3 separate regions of the Mus musculus genome follow, and all the other regions are linked to region 3. A link is a contact called in public Hi-C data. All regions are on one chromosome and are shown on one strand. The core of a region is the stretch at or near the end of the contact, and the rest is flanking DNA. Distances in the headings are between cores, read along the strand shown. Region 1 has its middle 17 kb from the start of Siah1b. Region 2 overlaps Car5b (carbonic anhydrase 5b, mitochondrial). Region 3 overlaps Zrsr2 (zinc finger (CCCH type), RNA binding motif and serine/arginine rich 2).

Region 1 (2,700 bases), core at 176-2,675, 120 kb before region 3:
TAAACTGCTTGCTTCAGCTTCTCTAAACCCACTTATTGCTATGTACAGGGAAGCGAGGCAGCTTCAGCTTCTCTAAACCCACTTAGTGCTATGTACAGGGGGAGCGAGGCAGCTCTTCACATAGCTGAGGGGATTGAAGACGATTCTCGGCTGCAGATTGATTCCACAGAAGCAAGAGAATTGTGGTCTCCACCTTTAAAAACCCTTCCCTTAGCCCCTGCTGGACAACACACCTTTGATTTGGCTTTTGTTACCTTGCTAGCAGGTTTTAATCAATTCAGCTAATTACAATTTAAATTGAATCTGTGGTTTATTTCCTGGTGTATCAAACTTTGTAACATTTTTGGATGCTCCAACAAGATCCCTGGAGGACCCAGACTCAGGGACAGGAATTGGGATGATTCCCAAGTGAGAGCAAGCCTGAGGTGGAATTGGAAGCCCAGAGAGCCCAAGACCACTGCTGCCACAAATTTAAGGTTGCTAGTAGGGAATTGGCCTCATAAGAGGCCTGGGAGCATATAGCCCTGGACAGGAATGAGCATTCTTGCAGTGAAAGGTAAACCTCCATTGTCTCCATTTAAGGACCAGGACTGATTTTTTTAAAAATCCATAAGGTACAGCTTCAGGAACAGACCGTAAGTCCCAGAAACTAAGTCATAAGACACCAGCTCTAGGAAGAATCCATAAAATCCAGAATAAGATCATAATACTCTCTCTCAAAGAATAGCCTAGGGATAACCACAAAAATGGGGAAATATCTTATCTCAGAATGGGCCATCTGTGCTGGACAGCCCTATTTCATATGATTAAACATTCATGACATAGGAATGCAGACCACTGGCCACCTGTGACCCCTAGCACCCACCAATGAAATTTAGATTACTGAATCCTTCTAGAGAGTTCCCCTGGTTACCTATAAGGACTGTGTGCCTTTGTCGGGGGTCACCATAACCATTTCAAAGAACTGTTGACCCCTGCATGCTGGTTGTTTCTCCAGAATAAATGCTCTTTGTTTTCACATACTGAGTAGGGGAAGGAGGCCTTCCTTCAGCGGTTTTTGGGCCCTTACAGCAGATTTGAGAGGCCTGGGGAGCTCAGACTTTGACTAGCACAAATTTACAAATTGAAAACAAAATGAAAATAAATTGCTGGCCAATATGCTCTGAAACTCAGACCAGTTGGTGAGTTGTTGTGTTCTGTTTTGGAATGCAGACATTTGGAGAGACATGGGGGAGATTGAAGCAGTTATAGGCCCAGTCTCTGGGACAGAAGAGATGCCCTTCTGTGCTGGTTCTGGTGTGTGCGTAAAGGAATCTGCCATGTCTGCGTTTGTTTAGTCTTCTCTGACTGTTGACACATGATACTCTTTCCAGACTGCCCCTGAGATGCATACTGTAATGCTTTCAGGAGTCCCATGAGGCAGACTATGGGGCTAAATTGTCACCACAGAAGCTCTGCTAGAATGGTCCACTTTTGATGTGGAGTGGCCAGATGCAGGATCATTCAACCCTCAGACTGCCAAGGGAGTCTGGCAGGTGGGTACAGGGAATCTTGGCCACCCTGATCAGTTTCCTTACATTGCCCCCCCCCCCCCCCGTTCTCCCTCCTCCATGGCTGGAATGTACCCTTAAAGGAGCTCCTCTGTTTTAGTCTCAAAGTCAGTGAGCCAGAGCTGAATACGAACCTTAGTAAAAAGCCACCACTCTCCATTATAGCCTCTTACAGTCCACACATTCAGCCAGTCCAGGACCCAACTGTGTCTGAAGGGGACTCCAACTGTGGTCCCAAGAATTTATCTCAATTGTTCTCGCTTTCATTTGGTTTTGCCCTCACTTCTGCCTGACTGGCTTTTACCTCTGAATACTGAGTCAGAAACCCCCTGTTCTCCCTCGACCCCCTCTGGAGGAAGGAGGCAACCGGGAACAGACCTTACCCAGACCTTACCTTTTTTTCAACCAGTGGTTTGTATAACTGGAAGACCCAGAGACGCTTCCCTTTTCTGAGAAACCTCAGGCTCTCATCAGCCTATTAGAAAGTGTTTTCTTATCATCCCACCTGAGCTGATTGTAAGCAGCTTTTAGGTCTCCTTTTCACTACTGAGGAAAGGGGCCAGATAATAGCAAGCCAGGAACTAGCTGCAATGGGCCCAGGGCCCCCGGGGTTCAATGCAGAAAGGTGATCTAAGTGAATATTGTCCTCAACCTTACCAAACTGGGATGCCAACACTGACCAAGGTAAGGAGGCATTCAACACTCATCGCTAGGCCCCATCAGCAGCAATGGGTTGAGCTTCTTGAAAGTCAACTAATCTCTGAGAAATGGACACTCTCCTGCTGGGTTCCTGGCGTGTCTCTGAGAAACTTACTGGAAGTTCATAGCCATTGATCCTTATGCCCCAGGGAAACAGTCGGCTATTCATGTTGCTTTCCTTGCCCAGTCAGCCCCAGACAGCCCCAGATATTGGCAGAAAGTTACAAAGATTAGAAGGGTTGGAAGGAATGAATAGGTCATAGCTATTAGAGATAGCTCAGGAGACTTTTAACAATAGAGATCCAGATGGGACGAAACACAGGAGGCTTGCCATGATAATGGCAGCCATGTTCAGAGAAGGATCCAAGAGAAGCCAAAAGTACCTTAGGCACCCCAATCAGCATTGTGCCATGGTGGAGAAAGACCCAAGACACAGAGAGGACAAAAGCCT
Region 2 (2,700 bases), core at 118-2,617, 75 kb before region 3:
AGCTAAAGATGGCTGTGATGAATCACCTGAGAGTGATTCTACAAGTCTCTTCGAGTACATTGCCATGGAGAAGGTGCTGGGTTCCGAGGTTGGTGCCACGGAGGTCCTGCAGTCTCTATACCTGCACATACAGAACCAGGAACCGAGCCTGTGAGTACCCCACTCCATGAAGAGAGTGAAAAGTTTGCTTGCTAACTACCTGTAGGCATTCCAGTGTGGGATTATACACCTTAAGAATGGTGAACATGACTGTAAAGACAGCAGACATGGAAAGTCCTTTTCCACCTGTTTTAGTATGCTAGATGATGTCATGCTGAAAGTGGACAAGGGCTATGAAGATGTTGAAATGTCTTGAAGTCTGGTATCTTACCATTCGTTTCCTTTGACTAAGGTTGACCTACAAACTACAAATTGTTACAGTGGATTATCTATCTATCTATCTATCTATCCATCCATCCATCCATCCATCCATCCATCTATTGGTTTTTTGAGACAGGGTATCTCTGTGTAGCCCTGGCTACCCTGAAACTCTCTCTATAGACCAGGGTGGTCTTGTACTCACAGAGATCTGCCTGCCTCTGCATCATGGGTGCTGGGACTAAAGGCCTGCACCACCACTGCCTGGCTGTTGCACTGGATCTTACATTTATAGAATTTGCATATAGGGTTTTGCAAGTGGGTCATTGTGTTCATGCTCCAAAATATTCTGTCTGGAGTTATAAATCCAGGAGTTAATTGTAGCTGACCAGCTTGCAATTGTGTGCTCAACTGTAAACATGGGCGATGAAATGAGGCAGCATATGTTCTTCCTTCAACGCCCTGCTGCTCCCTCGGAGACTCGAGTGATTGTCCATAGCATGGTGTTGCAGGAATTCTCTACCTTGGCACCGGCACAGGGCTGGGGGGTGGGGAGGTATATTTACTCCCTCGAGCCCAGGCTCCCATTGCCCCCAAATATAAAAACCAAAAGTAGATATTTCTCTATGAATTCTAGGGAACAAAATTGCCCCCTGGATAAGAACCAACCATTGAGATGAGGAGAAAGAATGCATTTGTGACACGGTTCATTTGAGTTTATGGGCAGATGAGGTCGCTAACTAACTAACTAAAGAGGAAATTTCCACTACCAGAAAATAAAACATTGCAACAAAGCCCCACACAGATGTCTTGAATGTTGGCCTGCACTGAGACCTAAGTTTTTCCCTGACTCCATGTGTAAAAGACGGGTAAATGAAAATGCTTGCCCACAACGGTATTAATCTCACTTAAGCCTGGGATTCAAAAACTGCTCTATAAATCTATGTTAACTGAAAGTTCCCTTACCCTCAGCACTGGGTGTCTTCTCGTTAAGAGAAACTGGCCTGAGTCATAAGAAATTTCTGGTTGTTGGGTGTGGCATCCTACAAGCATGCCCACATACTATCCAGAGTGTGAATTCAGTACTTTGTGGTTTATGACCTGAAATGGAAAAAATTAGTCATACTTATCCAGCTAATGAAGCTTTCTTCTTTTGTTTTTTTAGCAGGAAGCTAAAAGTTACACATTTAAAATCCTGTGGGCTGTGACTTTAGGACAGGATTTGCAGCAGACAGTAGTGGCAGAGAGGACCAACTTCCTTTGAGTAATCTCCCTCATACTCAGACATGTTCTTGTTTCTGACTTGGTGAGGAAAATCGGGCACAGTTTCCTTCTTTTTGACTCTTGGCATATAACAGCATCCCAACGTTTTTTTCAGGCAGGAGAATATTATGGTCTTTGCTGCCCCACTGAGCATATGTCCTTGTCTGTAGGCCTATATCCTTCCCCTGCTTAGTTGGAAAGATAATACTTATTGTTTCTGACAATTCAATAGCCCAACAGAAGGGTGGCTACTTGGAGACAGGAAAGGATGTGAAAGATTAAAAATTCAGCTCTGGTGCTTCTTTTAGTGTCATAGTCATTCTTACCTTCATCCTTTTTGTCATCTTTATAGGTTCGATACTTGTGTCCGGGTTCAAATCTGACCATTTTATCTGTTGTTTGTCTGCTTTTATGTACTTCAGACTGACTTCCGACTCTCTATGTAGCCCAGGATGGTCTTGAAAAGTTTTTGGGTTTTTTAGATTTATTTATTTATTATGCATACATGGTTCTACCTGCATGTATGCCAGAAGAGGGCATCGGATCCCATTACAGATGGTCATGAGCCACCATGTGGTTGCTGGGAATTGAACTCAGGACCTCTGGAAGAGCAGCCAGTGTTCTTAACTGCTGAGCCATCTCTCCAGCCTCAGGCTGGTTTTGAAATTTGGATCTTCTTCTTGCCTTAGTCCCTGGGTGTGCCAATGTGACGGTCATGCACCTCTACACCCAGCTTCCAATCTGGCCTTCTTAAGGTCATGTAAAGCAGACCAAGAGGTAAAGGAAGTAGAAGATTGTGGGAACTGCAGAAGCACACTGCCATTCACCTTCTTTCTCTGCCCAGGAACCATGGGCTGTCTATTCAAATTGCTGTTTACTGTTTTCCTGAGATGCAGTCAGTAACTCTTAAAGACTTAATAGGCTATATACCTATTACCAGAGATGAAAATAAAATTAGTTTTACTCAGAGTGCCATTTAGCTTAATTGTTACATTAAACAAAATTAGGCGTAAGAACCTAAAACACGGGAAAATGAATTTGATGATTTAGTGATTTTTAATTTAATGAAAGGCATAAAGA
Region 3 (2,900 bases), core at 135-2,634:
TTCTTTGTTCCTTAGGTCAGCTGCAACCTGGAACCTCATCTGAGGGGCAATGTGTATGTTCAGTACCAGTCGTAAGTATTGGGGACATACACACATCGTCCATGTTTCATCATAGCTATGGCATTGTTTCTTTGATGTCTGTCACTGAATATGTAGCTTTCCTATGCATGATACTTTTCAAAATGTCAATATGAAGAGCTCATAAACAGTCAAGATGTGAAAATAATACTCTTTTATTTCATTCTTTTTATACTTCTGAAGTTTTGATTCTTTCATACAGTATAATCTTCATAAAAATACAAACTGAATAAAGGCTAATTGGAATAGAGTAGAAAATACCAATCTAAGGTACAAAGGGTTAAAGCTCCCAATAGGGTGCACTTGACCAGATAGCAATGTAGTTACTGAGTCATTCCTGCATGTATTGCCATTTCTCTAAGCAGTGCCATGGCTAATGGCTTCAATTAGCCATAGTAGTAAGGACAGCAGAGACAGCATGGGTTCTAGCAAGGGGAAACACTTTTGCACATGTAATTGTCAAATCTTGCAGATTAAGAAGCTTTAACTAGCCAATTTCCATGTGACAAAACTTTTCGGAAGTCAATGAGAAAGGTCTCTGAATAAACTAGGCTGTGGGAATCTGAATGCTCTGAGGACTACCTAGGCAATACAAGAGCTGAAGTCCTACAGTAAGCGGACAAGGGGCTAATTTAGAGTAGGTTTGCTATGTTGTGAGAGTTACTATAAAGCACACCCTTGATTTTTGCCTCCAAGGGAAGAAGACTGTCAAGCAGCCTTTTCTGTTTTTAATGGACGATGGTATGCAGGACGACAGCTCCAGTGTGAATTCTGCCCAGTGACCCGGTGGAAAATGGCAATTTGTGGTAAAAGCCAATGTAGTGGTACCCTTCCCCCACAGCTAGCTGCACTATACAAAAGGGATCTTCATAGGAAGAAAGCAGTATTTTAGAGGGATGAAGCACCACTTTTGTCTCATACTACAGATGAGTAGTTCCATAAAGGACACCATAGTGTAGATATGGTTTAGATCTTTAACAGGTCTGTGCTTCACTCTGTGGATGAAATAAATGCCTGAGGTCACACTATATTGGTGACAGAATTGCAAGTTGATTTTCAGTCTTCAGATCCTCAGTTCTGGGTTCTGTGTGTGACACTGCAGCAGCATCTAAACTAAAGATACCCACACTAAACCACGCTGCACTTTCAAAGGTGTTTTCTATTCATTGGCTTTCCTCACTTGAGCTGTTTGTTTCAGGCTCAGTCCCTAAGCACTCTTCCGTCATGACCAGCACAATCATTACCCATGGCTAACATTTCCCACATTACTTGAAGTAGGTGTGGATCAGTTTAGTTGTACACTGGGTGCTCTCAGTTACACTGACTCATCTGAGCGCGGCTGCCAAACCAGGAATGATTCAGCACTGCACAGTAGCCAGCTGCTGTGAAGCTCTCATCATTTTCTGATTGCTAAGAGAGTGCCGAGCCAGATCAGTCTGCAAGTTCCCCAGATGAAGAGACACAAAGCTCTAATACCTCACGGGTATTCTTCTCCCTTCTCTCTGGGTTTTTCTGCTCTTCCTTCCCAGGTGCTTAAAACTGGCGTAAAAAATATGTAATTTATCAAGCAAGTCTAAATCTTGAACAGCCTTCTCTTAATGGATGCTGTCATTTAAGAAACATTTATGGTGGGCATGGATGGTACCACCTTACATTCCAAAACTTGTCTAGGGAGGCCAAGACAGGATTGTGAGTTCAAAGCCAGCTTGGACTATATAGTGAGACCTATTCTTGAAATAAATAAACTAATTTATTGATCAATTTTAAAAAGGAGGGGCTAGAGAGATGGGGATCTGATATCTTCTTTTGATCTCCATGGGCACCAGGCATGTATATGATGCACATATGTAAACACAGTCAAAACACTCACATACATAAAATAAACCTTAAAAGTTTCAAAACTAAATAAAAAATCCTGGGCAGTGATGGTGCACATCTTTAATCCCAGCACCCTGGAGGCAGACACAGGTGGTTCTCGGTGAGTGTGAGGCCAGCCTGCTCTCTACACAGGGGGTTCCACGACACCCAGGGCTACACAGAGAAACCTTGTCTTGAAAAATCAATCTCTCTCTCTCTATTATATATAGGAATACATACATATATATATGTGTATATATATGTGTATATATGTGTGTGTATATTTGTGTGTGTATATATATGTGTGTGTGTGTATATATATGTGTGTGTGTATATATATATATGTGTGTGTGTGTATATATATATATATATGGAATTTTCGAATTCCTTGCTAGGAAAATGAAAACCACTATTACACCCTAAGATTAAGGGTTGGAAGCTGGGCGGTGGTGGCCCATGCCTTTAATCCCAGCACTTGGGAGGCAGAGGCAGATGGATTTCTGAGTTCGAGGCCAGCCTGGTCTACAGAGTGAGTTCCAGGACAGCCAGGGCTATACAGAGAAATCCTGTCTTGAAAAACCAAAAAAAAAAAAAAAAAAAAAAAAGATAAAAGATTAAGGGTTGGGTATATAAACAGGATGGTAGTATATTTTTTTTATAGGAAGTTTAATTTTGCAAGTTTCTAGAGTTCTAGAAATGCAGGGTGATTCCAGTGATATACTTGAGTAAAACTCAAACCTCAAACCAGGAGTTTTGTTTCGTTAAAACCAGCAACAAAATATAAACAGCTTTAGTATTTTTCTCAGTAACTAATAACTAACTTTTTTGTCTCATTATTCTGGTATATCTTCTTTAGAGAGATCTCTATTTAGATAGTTACCAACTTCTAATCAGCTACATCATTTTATTATTCAGCTATAGTTCTTGATAGATTCTCTATACCAGTACCTGATCTCCAAGGTCAT

Evidence for each region. A called contact is a pair of places that touch in the nucleus more often than the background predicts.
Region 1: a Hi-C map of the C2C12 cell line shows a contact between it and region 3, with 4 times the contacts expected there. The contact joins two enhancer-like sites. A contact is called at or near these places in 5 of 39 promoter capture datasets (the 3T3-L1 cell line, HPC-7-derived erythroid cells and embryonic stem cells), 8 of 484 Hi-C or Micro-C datasets (B cells, the C10 cell line, the C2C12 cell line and 5 more), 5 of 115 datasets of contacts at active chromatin or transcription factors (the SCID.adh cell line and embryonic stem cells) and 3 of 9 other capture datasets (adipose tissue, liver and pancreatic islet).
Region 2: a Hi-C map of the C2C12 cell line shows a contact between it and region 3, with 2.4 times the contacts expected there. The contact joins two enhancer-like sites. A contact is called at or near these places in 4 of 484 Hi-C or Micro-C datasets (the C2C12 cell line, ECoMG-derived neutrophils, embryonic stem cells and 1 more), 2 of 115 datasets of contacts at active chromatin or transcription factors (both in embryonic stem cells) and 2 of 9 other capture datasets (adipose tissue and liver).

What each region holds. Positions count from the first base shown.
Region 1 is chrX:164,058,581-164,061,280 of GRCm38.p6, reverse strand. No RefSeq gene overlaps it. Among named protein-coding and RNA genes, the nearest start is that of Siah1b, 17 kb to the left of the region's middle. Within about 2 kb of position 1,425, at least 4 of the 459 cell types and tissues checked have an H3K27ac peak or open chromatin away from gene starts, as enhancers often do. A contact at or near this core is called in the C2C12 cell line, where this site is marked.
Region 2 is chrX:164,012,253-164,014,952 of GRCm38.p6, reverse strand. Car5b (carbonic anhydrase 5b, mitochondrial) reads left to right here. Exons shown (of 8, transcript NM_181315.4): 2 at 1-150. The coding sequence starts at 9. Among named protein-coding and RNA genes, the nearest start is that of Car5b, 14 kb to the left of the region's middle. Within about 2 kb of position 1,367, at least 88 of the 459 cell types and tissues checked have an H3K27ac peak or open chromatin away from gene starts, as enhancers often do. A contact at or near this core is called in the C2C12 cell line, where this site is marked.
Region 3 is chrX:163,937,290-163,940,189 of GRCm38.p6, reverse strand. It overlaps Zrsr2 (zinc finger (CCCH type), RNA binding motif and serine/arginine rich 2), which reads left to right. Exons shown (of 11, transcript NM_009453.3): 9 at 16-71; 10 at 775-884. Among named protein-coding and RNA genes, the nearest start is that of Zrsr2, 20 kb to the left of the region's middle. Within about 2 kb of position 1,384, at least 59 of the 459 cell types and tissues checked have an H3K27ac peak or open chromatin away from gene starts, as enhancers often do. A contact at or near this core is called in the C2C12 cell line, where this site is marked.